3 separate regions of the Sus scrofa genome follow, and regions 1 and 3 are each linked to region 2. The links are chromatin contacts, called in public Hi-C maps. All regions are on one chromosome and are shown on one strand. The core of a region is the stretch at or near the end of the contact, and the rest is flanking DNA. Distances in the headings are between cores, read along the strand shown. Region 1 has its middle 140 kb from the start of C2H5orf30. Region 2 has its middle 23 kb from the start of C2H5orf30. Region 3 has its middle 120 kb from the start of NUDT12.

Region 1 (2,958 bases), core at 336-2,835, 160 kb after region 2:
CTCCCTCGGCATATGGAGGTTCCCAGGCTAGGGGTCAAATCGGAGCTGTAGCCACCGGCCTACGCCAGAGCCACAGCAACGCGGGATCCGAGCCGCGTCTGCAACCTACACCACAGCTCACGGCAACACCGGATTGTTAACCCACTGAGCAAGGGCAGGGACCGAACCCGCAACCTCATGGTTCCTAGTCGGATTCGTTAACCACTGCACCACGACGGAAACTCCTCTTTGCTCATGTTTAAAATGGTGATAACCATACTATCTATTTTATTGGGAGAATTACATTTTTAAAAGTCTGTGTAGGGCTTAACGTCACACCTGGCACACACACAGTTATTTATTTATTTATTTATTTATTTTTTCTTTTGTTGCTTATGCTTTTTGGTGTCATATTTAAGAAACCACTACCACACCCAAGGTTTTTTTTTTTTTGTTTGTTTGTTTGTTTGTTTGTGTCTTTTTGCTATTTCTAAGGCCACACCCATGGCATATGGAGGTTCCCAGGCTAGGGGTCGAATCGGAGCTGTAGCCACTGGCCTACGCCAGAGCCACAGCAACGCGGGATCCGAGCCGTGTCTGCAACCTACACCACAGCTCACGGCAACGCCGGATCGTTAACCCACTGAGCAAGGGCAGGGACCGAACCCGCAACCTCATGGTTCCTAGTCGGATTCGTTAACCACTGCGCCACGACGGGAACTCCCACACACACAGTTATTGACACTGAATACTCCTTGAGCACCTTACTGTCTGCCAAGAACTATGCCAGAGAACTTTGGCATAGTTTAATCACCACATCAACCCATGCTTCCCAAAGAGAAAACTGAGGCTCATAGAAGTTAAATAGCATGCTCAGTGTTGTACTCATTGGGGTGCTAGGAATTTGGACCTGTATCTGTCTTTTTATATATCATGTGGCCTCCCTGGGATGTCAGTGCCCAAACTGTTGAATCCATTACACAGCCATGTCCCTAATAATAAATACTTCACAGTACGTTATTGGGGAGATAAAATGCAAGAACATTTATCAAAGCAGAGATGTATTTAACCCCCTGTACATATCTCCTCCTCCGTGTTCTGTGGAGGGCATGCTTGGGTCTCCATCCTGGGGCCTGGCAGGTCTCAGCCGACATGGCACTTTGTAAGAGTAGCTTTTCCTAACCACCATATCTGGGGTTGTTACTCAGGCATGCCATGCTGCATTAAGGTAATAACACACGCAGAAAACATATGTTTGCTTGGGTCACTGCTGGTTACTCCCACTGCATTGTGAGGTATCCGAGAGAGGGCACTTTGCTTTGTTCACAGCTGTTATCTTCAGCACATAGCACACTGCTCAGACATGGGAAGGTCACAATAAACATGTGACTGATTTACAAATGAAAAAGTCTAATTCTTGTGAGAAAGCTGCAATCCTGTTGGACAGACATAATGTTGGAGAAACCACAGGGCTAGGCTTTCAGTACCAGATAAGGGAGGGCGTGGGGAGTAAAAGTTGGCTGAATTCTCTGCCTGTAGGTCCCCTTCATGCCCTTTTGATGTCAGGAGGGAGCTGTCCTAATTCTTTTGCCAGGGAGTGAGGCCTTGAGGTACAGCCCATAGCTAAATATGTCCTAGCTCAGCTTCTGCTTCACCCTTATTAATTCTACTTCATAGCTGGCCAAGGGGAAAGATTAATTTAGTGACCAAGCTTAATAAATAGATGCTTCTGGTCTTACATTTCATGCATTGCTCTCAGAGGCTAAGAGCTCATTGAAGTGCCAGTTTCAAGATGTCAAGGGCAAGCAGCTGGGCATGGGGGAAATGCAGGGATATTTCTGCTGAGCCTTTTATTCCCCAGCCCATCTTGTAATCACCAGAAGTGCAGCAATGACAGGAAAAGCCTTCAACGTCCATTTTCCATACAAACCCCAAACCCACATTTTTTTAGTGTGTGTGTATTTTTTAGGGCTGCACCCATGGCATTTGGAAGTTTTCAGGCCAGGGGTCTAATCAGCACTGCAGCCGCTGGCCTACACCACAGCCACAGCAATGCAAGATCCAAGCTGCATCTGAGACCTAACACCCCAGCTCACAGCAATGCTGGATTGGATCCTTAACCCACTGAGCAGGGCCAGGGATTGAACCTGTGTTCTCATGGATACTAGTTAGGTTTGTTATCACTGAGCCACAACAGGAACTCCTTTTTTTTTTTTTTTTTTTTTTTTTTTGGTCAAAATCCACATTTCTGTATCAGATCACCTGTGTGTGGCCCTATAAGCATATCAAGCCACACTTGCCTAAGGTGTCTGATTGGAAGTTTTTGATTTTTGTCACCATGTACACATTTTGTCATTACATAGTATCGGTAGAGATTTCTTATCTCTTCCCTCTGAAAAGCCTCGGCAAAGAGTTTCCACTTTGGAAGAAGCTTGTTTCCGGGCAGCCATCTCCAGGGAAAGTGGAGTGAGAGGTACTAGACAGTAAACAACATCATGTCCCACAGGGACTGAGGTGACCTGAATAAGTTCCTGAGCAATCCTGCAATAGCAGCATAATCATTACAGTGTGTGTGTGAGCCCATGTCTATGTGTAATTGTAATGTATAATTAATACAGAACTAAAATTAACTCCTGGGTGAAAGAGACTGGAAGGCTGAAAAGGCTGAGGAATATTAACCTCTGAGATGCAGCTTGTTTACAGCAAACCTAGGATCACAGTGCTCTTGGTTCCAGTGGGTATGTGCCTGGGTTTGGGGTTACTTTCGTTAAGATTTCAGCCTTGAGGAATAAGGACTTTGCATCTTATCCACTCCCCATTCCCTCCAGCCCCAAGAGAAAACCTCTGTCTCATTGAACCTTGTCCTCAGGCCACCTTAGTACTTTGGTTTTTCTAGATAATGTATTTTCCTCAAGTAGGAAGACTGACAAAGCAAACAGAAACAGGACATAAACATCCCTTTTCTGGTGCCATTCCTTT
Region 2 (3,258 bases), core at 601-3,100:
AGCTCTGGGTTAGAATCAGACAGTTCTAGTCCTAGCTGTGCTATTTATTAACTATATCCCTGGACATGTCACACAAAAAAACCTCTGAGCCTCAGTTTCCTTGTCTGTAAATGAGAATGAGAACACATTTAATTTATACTTGTGAAAATTTTTTGGAAAACTATGGGAAAATGCTCTGTAAATTTGAAGGCATTTTAAAAATATACGTGTCGTGAAAATAATGGGTACAGCATTAAAAGTTGATCTCACTAAGACTGTTTGACCTACTCATTTTTTTAAAAAAGGCTCTTTGTCATTAGATTAATGATGTGTGATAATCAGATTCCCTGATTCAGCAAAGGAAGAGTTGTTCTCTTCCAAACCATTCAGGTAGTGAAGTATTAACTTTATGGGAAATAACCAAGAAGTAATGAGGCAAACGTTTCCATCTGGTTCATTATTTTATAACAATATCACCTGTGAATTCTTACATAGTACTTAACTGAACTAGCAATTATAAATGTTAGAGTATACTTCATTACGGTTGGTGAAATACCAGACAAATTTTTTTCTCACTTGTATTAACTTTACAATACTTATAAATGAGGAAGAAAACGTATCTGAGTAAATAATAAAATGATTTTGAGTTACATCCTCCTAGCATCAACTAGATGGCTGGTGGAGATATTAATAACCCCATAAAATGACAAGCAGCTTGTAGAGAAGTGAGGAAGCAGAGATTTTAAGACATTTAGCATTCCTCACTTGGTTGATAATATTCCCTTAGAATGAAATATAATTGTTATGGGCTGAATAGTGTCCCCTCTCAATTCACATTTTGAAGTCCTAATGCACAGTGCCTCAGAATATAGCTGTATTTGGAGACAGGGTCTTTATTATTATTTTTTGACCACACCCATGGCATGTGGAAGTTTGTGGACCAGGAACAAATCCATGCCATAGCAGCATCCCTGAGCTGCTGCAGTGACAGTGCCAGATCCTTAACTTCACTCCAGAGATAGTGTCTTTGAACAGCTAAGAATGATAAAATAAGGTCAGATATATGGGTGGGTCCTAGTCCAATATGACAGATGTCTTTGTAAGAAGAGAAGATTAAGGAGTTCCCGTAGTGGCGCAGTGGTTAATGAATCCGACTAGGAACTGTGAGGTTGCAGGTTCGATCCCTAGCCTTGCTCAGTGGGTTAAGGGTCTGGCATTGCCATGAGCTGTGGTGTAGGTTGCAGACGCAGCTCGGATCCCAAGTTGCTATGGCTGTGGCGTAGGCTGGCGGCTACATCTCCAATTCGACCCGTAGCCTGGGAACCTCCATATGTCATGGGAGTGGCCCAAGAGAGAAGATTAAGAGAGAGACCTAGTGGAGACCGTCTGTGTACATAGTGAGAAGATAACCTCTGTAAGCCATGGACAGAGGCCTTAGAATAAACCAAACCTGCCATTACCTTGATCTTGGAAAGACCAAAAAAAAAAAAAAAGAAAGAAAAATATATTGATAACTCTTATGTAGGCTTGTATGTGTTTCATGTTTTAGTTATCTACTCTTATATATGATTTTTATCTAATAAAAAATAAAGTTTATGTGGCTTACTCAGAGGTGGGTTCCTAAATCTGAAAGTTTTGAATGATACTAATTAGAAAAACAGTAGAATATAATAAGCAGTGAGGTTTGGAGCTAGATAGCCTGGGATCATCAAGTCTTGGTCCTGCCACTGAATAAATCATCTATAAAATAGGTACGTAACTAATACCAATAGTAGGGCTTTTGTGAAGATTAAATGAATTAATGAATGTAAAGATGTATAATACATACACTGAATTTGCAATTCATGTATCCAACACCAGATGGCAGTGTGGCCATCCAAGGTTAAGTTGCCTCTCTATACAGTCAGATGGGTGAGTCAGCATGAGTATCTGAAACAGCGGGTAACCAAAATGAAACTAAGATGCTTTTAAAATCTCTGCAAAAATTCTATATAAGGTCACAGAAATATCCACAAAATACTTTTTTTTTTAAAGAAAGGAAACACTTAAGTAATACACATCTGATTATCATTAGTTGATTTCTGTCACTAATTACTCAAATCTTGGCTCCATGGTTTTCTAGCTGAGTAAGTTTGGACAAGTCAGCTATCCTTTTTTTGTGTCTTTTTAGGGCCACACCTGTGGCACATGAAGTTCCCAGGCTAGGGGTCAAACTGGAGCTGTAGCTACCAGCCTACTCCACAGCTACAGCAACCCAGGATCTGAGCTGCCTCTGCCTACACTACAGCTCATGGCAACCAGGTGCCTAACCCACTGAACGAGGCCAGGGATCAAACCCACATCTTCATGGATACATGTTGAGTTCGTTGCTGCTGAGCCACAAGGGGATCTCCTATTTACCTATTCCAGGCCTCAGTTTTCTTATCTGTAAAATAATCTATGCATGTAACAAAATGTTGTTGAACTCCTACCTTACATTAGGCATTGTTCCAAGTGTTGGGGACTTAACGCTTAAAAAGGAAAAGAAATCCTTGCCTTAATGATGCCTATACTCTTAAGTCACTAGACTCTAGTGAATAACCAAAGAACCTCTATTATTTAAAGTCAGATACTGGTTGTTTACCAGGATGTTGAAGTGAGACTCTAACTCAGTTTTCACTGAATTCCCAAAGATACAGAACAAAACAGTAGGTTTAAAGTAGCCCTATATTTTGTAACAAGGTATTCGACATAGCATTGATAAAGAACCTGCATGGGGATGGTTAACAACTGCTAACTTCAGTTTAGTGCCTGCCTCAGTCATATAAGAGAGCTTGGAAAGTAAGGATTTTTTTTAAAGATAATTTGTTTGGAGAAAGTTGTTGGAGGACTGCACATCTCCATCACATCACCATAGTGAAGCCTAGGAAATATTCTTTCTCATCTAAATGAAAAAGGGATTTCCAAGAGAGTCACTGGGAGGGCTGACCTGAGTCCTCTGGAGTTGAGGTATAAAAAGACCAGGTAAAGGGCGATGGTTGCTGAGGTCTGAGGTGACAGAGCTGAAAGAAGAGAGCTGCACTAGGAGCAAAGTTCATTGCTGTAGCCCACTAGCAAAAAGGCACAGATGCTTCTCAAGAGTCAGATGTGCATTGTGAAGGGTCCCTATCTGGAAGGACAATGTGTTATCCTCTGTTAAAATATAAACTGAGGCATGGAGTTCCTGTCGTGGCTCAGTGGTAATGAATGTGACTAGTATCCATGAGGACAAGGGTTCAATCCCTGGTCTCACTCAGTGGG
Region 3 (3,169 bases), core at 129-2,628, 230 kb after region 2:
ATAAATATTTGCTGTTTTTACTGTAATACTTTCTTCCCATTTTTAATAAAATTTGACAATAGAAAAGAATCATCTTTCAGAGTTCCCTTGTGACACAGTGGGTTAAGGATCCAGTATTGTCATTGCAGTGGCCTAGGTCACTCCTTTGGTGCAGGTTTGATTCTGGCTCAGGAACTTCCACATGCCACAGGAACAGCCAAAAAAAAAGAAGAAAAAAAAAAAAAAGAACCATCTCTCATATCTCACTTCTCTCTTCTCTTAATTTAGTATTATAAGTTTTATAAGTAACAGTTGGTCTTCACTATTCATAAATTCCCTACTTGCAAATTAACCTACTTTCTAAAATTGATTCATAAAACCAAAATCAATGTAGCACTTTGATGATCATTCATGGATATGCTTAAAGTTGCAAAAATTTGAGTTGTCTAGTCTATATTCCCAGCTGAGGCTGAACAAAGTAGTACTCTGTCTTCTTGTTTCAGTTCTTATTCTTTAGTGTCCTTTTTTTAGTCCATTTAGTGCCACATTTCTGTCTTTTTATGAGGCTTTTTCTTGGTAATTTTGCTTTTCAAACTTCCTTCACTGGCAGTGCTGAATTTCTGGTTAGTGTTCCTAAATGCAGGAAGGCTGTGATGTGCCTCATGGAGAAAATATGTACATATCTCATCTTACTGCCCTTCACTTTATTGTGTTTCACAGATTCTGCATTTCTTACAAGGTGAAGATTTGTGGCAATCCTGTGTTAAGCAAGTCTATCAGCCTCATTTGCCAAAAGCATTTGTTTACCTCATGTCTCTGTGTCACATTTTGGTAATTCACATAAAATTTCAAACTTTGTTATTATTATATATTTGTCATGGTGCTCTGTGATCAGGAATCTTTGATATTACTATTACAATTGCTTAGGGGCTCCATAAACTGTGTCCATATAAGATGATGAACTTAGTGAATAAATATTCGGTATGTTCAGACTGCTCCACCAACAGCTGTTCCCCTCCTCCCCCATCTCTCTCCCTCTTCTGGGGCGTCCCTATTCCCTGAGACACAGCAATATTGAAATTAGGCCACCTAACAACCCTTCAATGGCTTCTATGTGTTCAACTGAAAGGAAGAGTCACATATTTCTTATTTTAAACCAAAAGCTAGAAATGATTCAGCTTAATGAGGAAGGCACATTGAAAACCAAGATAGGCCAAAAGCTAGGCTTCTTGTGCCAAATAGCCAAGTTGCGACTACAAAGAAAATGTTCTTAAAGGAAATAAAAACTGCTACTCCAGTGAACACATGAATGATAAGAAAGTGAAACAGTCTTATGCTGATACGGAGAAAGTTTTAGTGGTCTGAATAGATCAAACCAGACACAACATTGCCTTATGGCAAAGTCTAATCTAGAGAAAGGCCCTACCTCTCTTCAGTTCTTTGAAGGCAGAGAGATATGAGGAAGCTTCAGGAGAAAAGTTTGAAGCTAGCAGAGGTTGGTTCATGCAGTTAAAGGAAAGAAGCCATCTCCATAACATAAAAAGACAAGGTGAAGTAGCAGGTGCTGATGTAGAAGTTGTAGGAAGTTATCCAGAGGATCTACCTAAGATCATTAACGAAGTTGGCTACACTATAGATTTTTCAGTGTGAAACAGCTTTCTATTGGAAGAAGATGTCATCTAGGACTTTCATAGCTAAAGAGGAGAAGTCAGTGTTTGGCTTCCAGCTTCAAAGGATAAGTTGACTCTCTTGTTAGGCTCTTAAGGCAGCCGATGACTTGAAATTGAAGCCCATGCTCATTTATTATCTGAAAATCCTAGGACACTTAAGAATTATGCTAAATCTATTCTGCCTGTGCTATATGAATGGATAACAAAGCCTGGATAACAGCATATCTGCTGACAATATGATTTATTGAATATTTTGAGACCCACTTTTCAGAAAGATTGCTTTCAAAATATTTACTGCTCATTGACAGTGCACCAGGTTACCCAAGAGCGCTGATGGAGATAACATTGAAATTGATGTTTTTTTCATGCCTGCTAACATGATCCATTCTGATTCTGTTGAATCAGAGTAATTTAGACTTTCAAGTCTTACTATTTAAGAAATACATTTCATAAGACTATCTCTGATACAGATAGTGATTTCTCTAATGCATCTGAGCAAAGTCAATCGAAAACCTTCTGGAAAGGATTCACCATTCTTTTTTTGGCGGCGGGGGGGTGTCTTTTTAGGGCCATGCCCACTGCATATGGAGGTTCCCAGGCTACGGGTCAAATTGGAGCTGTAGCCACTGACCTGTGCCACAGCCACAGCAATGCCAGATCCAAGCTGCATCTGCAGCCTACACTACACTTCACAGCAACACTGGATCATTAACCCACTGATCAAGGCCAGGGATCGAACCTGTGTTCTCATGGATACCAGTCAGATTTATTTCCAGTGAGCCACGACAGGAACTCCAAGGATTCACCATTCTTAATGCCATTGAGAACATTCATGATTCATGGGAAGAGGTCAAAATATCAACATTAACAGGAGTTTGGAAGAAGTTGATTCCAACACTCATAAATGCCTTTGAGGGGTTCAGGACTTCAGTATAGGAAGTAACTGCAGATGGGGTGGAAATAGCAAGAAAACTAGAATTAGAAGTGGAGCTCGAAGATGTGACTGAATCACTAGAGATCTCATGATAAAACATTCACAGATGAAGAGTTGCTTCTTGTGCATGAGCAAAGACAGTGTTTTCTTGAGATGCAATTTACTCGTGGTAAAGATGACCAGAGATTTAAAATATTACACAAACTTATTTGATAAAGCAGTGGCAGAGTTTGAAACAACTGACTCCAATTTTGAAAGAAGTTCTACTGTGGGTAAAATGTTATCAATAGCATTGCATGCTACAGAGAAATTGTTCGTGAACGAGTCAGTTGATGCAGCAGATTTCACTGTTGTCTTATTTTAAGATATTGTCACAGCCACCCCAGCCTTCAGCAACCACCACCATGATCAGTCAGCAGGCATTATCATACAGGCAAGATCTTTCACCAGCAAAAATACCATGACTCACTAAAGGCTCAGATGATGGTTAGCAATTTTTAGCAATAAAGCATTTTTAATTAAGGTATGTACCTTTTTTAGATATAATGCTGTTGCGCACTTAATAGACTACAGGATGGTATAAACA

The links. A called contact is a pair of places that touch in the nucleus more often than the background predicts.
Region 1: a Hi-C map of fetal liver shows a contact between it and region 2, with 2.1 times the contacts expected there. The contact joins two enhancer-like sites. A contact is called at or near these places in 2 of 47 Hi-C or Micro-C datasets (fetal liver and liver) and 1 of 2 datasets of contacts at active chromatin or transcription factors (skeletal muscle).
Region 3: a Hi-C map of fetal liver shows a contact between it and region 2, with 2.1 times the contacts expected there. The contact joins two enhancer-like sites. A contact is called at or near these places in 1 of 5 promoter capture datasets (liver), 34 of 47 Hi-C or Micro-C datasets (adipose tissue, alveolar macrophages, blood and 16 more) and 2 of 2 datasets of contacts at active chromatin or transcription factors (alveolar macrophages and skeletal muscle).

What each region holds. Positions count from the first base shown.
Region 1 is chr2:108,871,611-108,874,568 of Sscrofa11.1, forward strand. No RefSeq gene overlaps it. Among named protein-coding and RNA genes, the nearest start is that of C2H5orf30, 140 kb to the left of the region's middle. Within about 2 kb of position 1,586, at least 9 of the 83 cell types and tissues checked have an H3K27ac peak or open chromatin away from gene starts, as enhancers often do. A contact at or near this core is called in fetal liver, where this site is marked.
Region 2 is chr2:108,709,166-108,712,423 of Sscrofa11.1, forward strand. No RefSeq gene overlaps it. Among named protein-coding and RNA genes, the nearest start is that of C2H5orf30, 23 kb to the right of the region's middle. Within about 2 kb of position 1,851, at least 9 of the 83 cell types and tissues checked have an H3K27ac peak or open chromatin away from gene starts, as enhancers often do. A contact at or near this core is called in fetal liver, where this site is marked.
Region 3 is chr2:108,941,408-108,944,576 of Sscrofa11.1, forward strand. No RefSeq gene overlaps it. Among named protein-coding and RNA genes, the nearest start is that of NUDT12, 120 kb to the right of the region's middle. Within about 2 kb of position 1,379, at least 1 of the 83 cell types and tissues checked has an H3K27ac peak or open chromatin away from gene starts, as enhancers often do. A contact at or near this core is called in fetal liver, where this site is marked.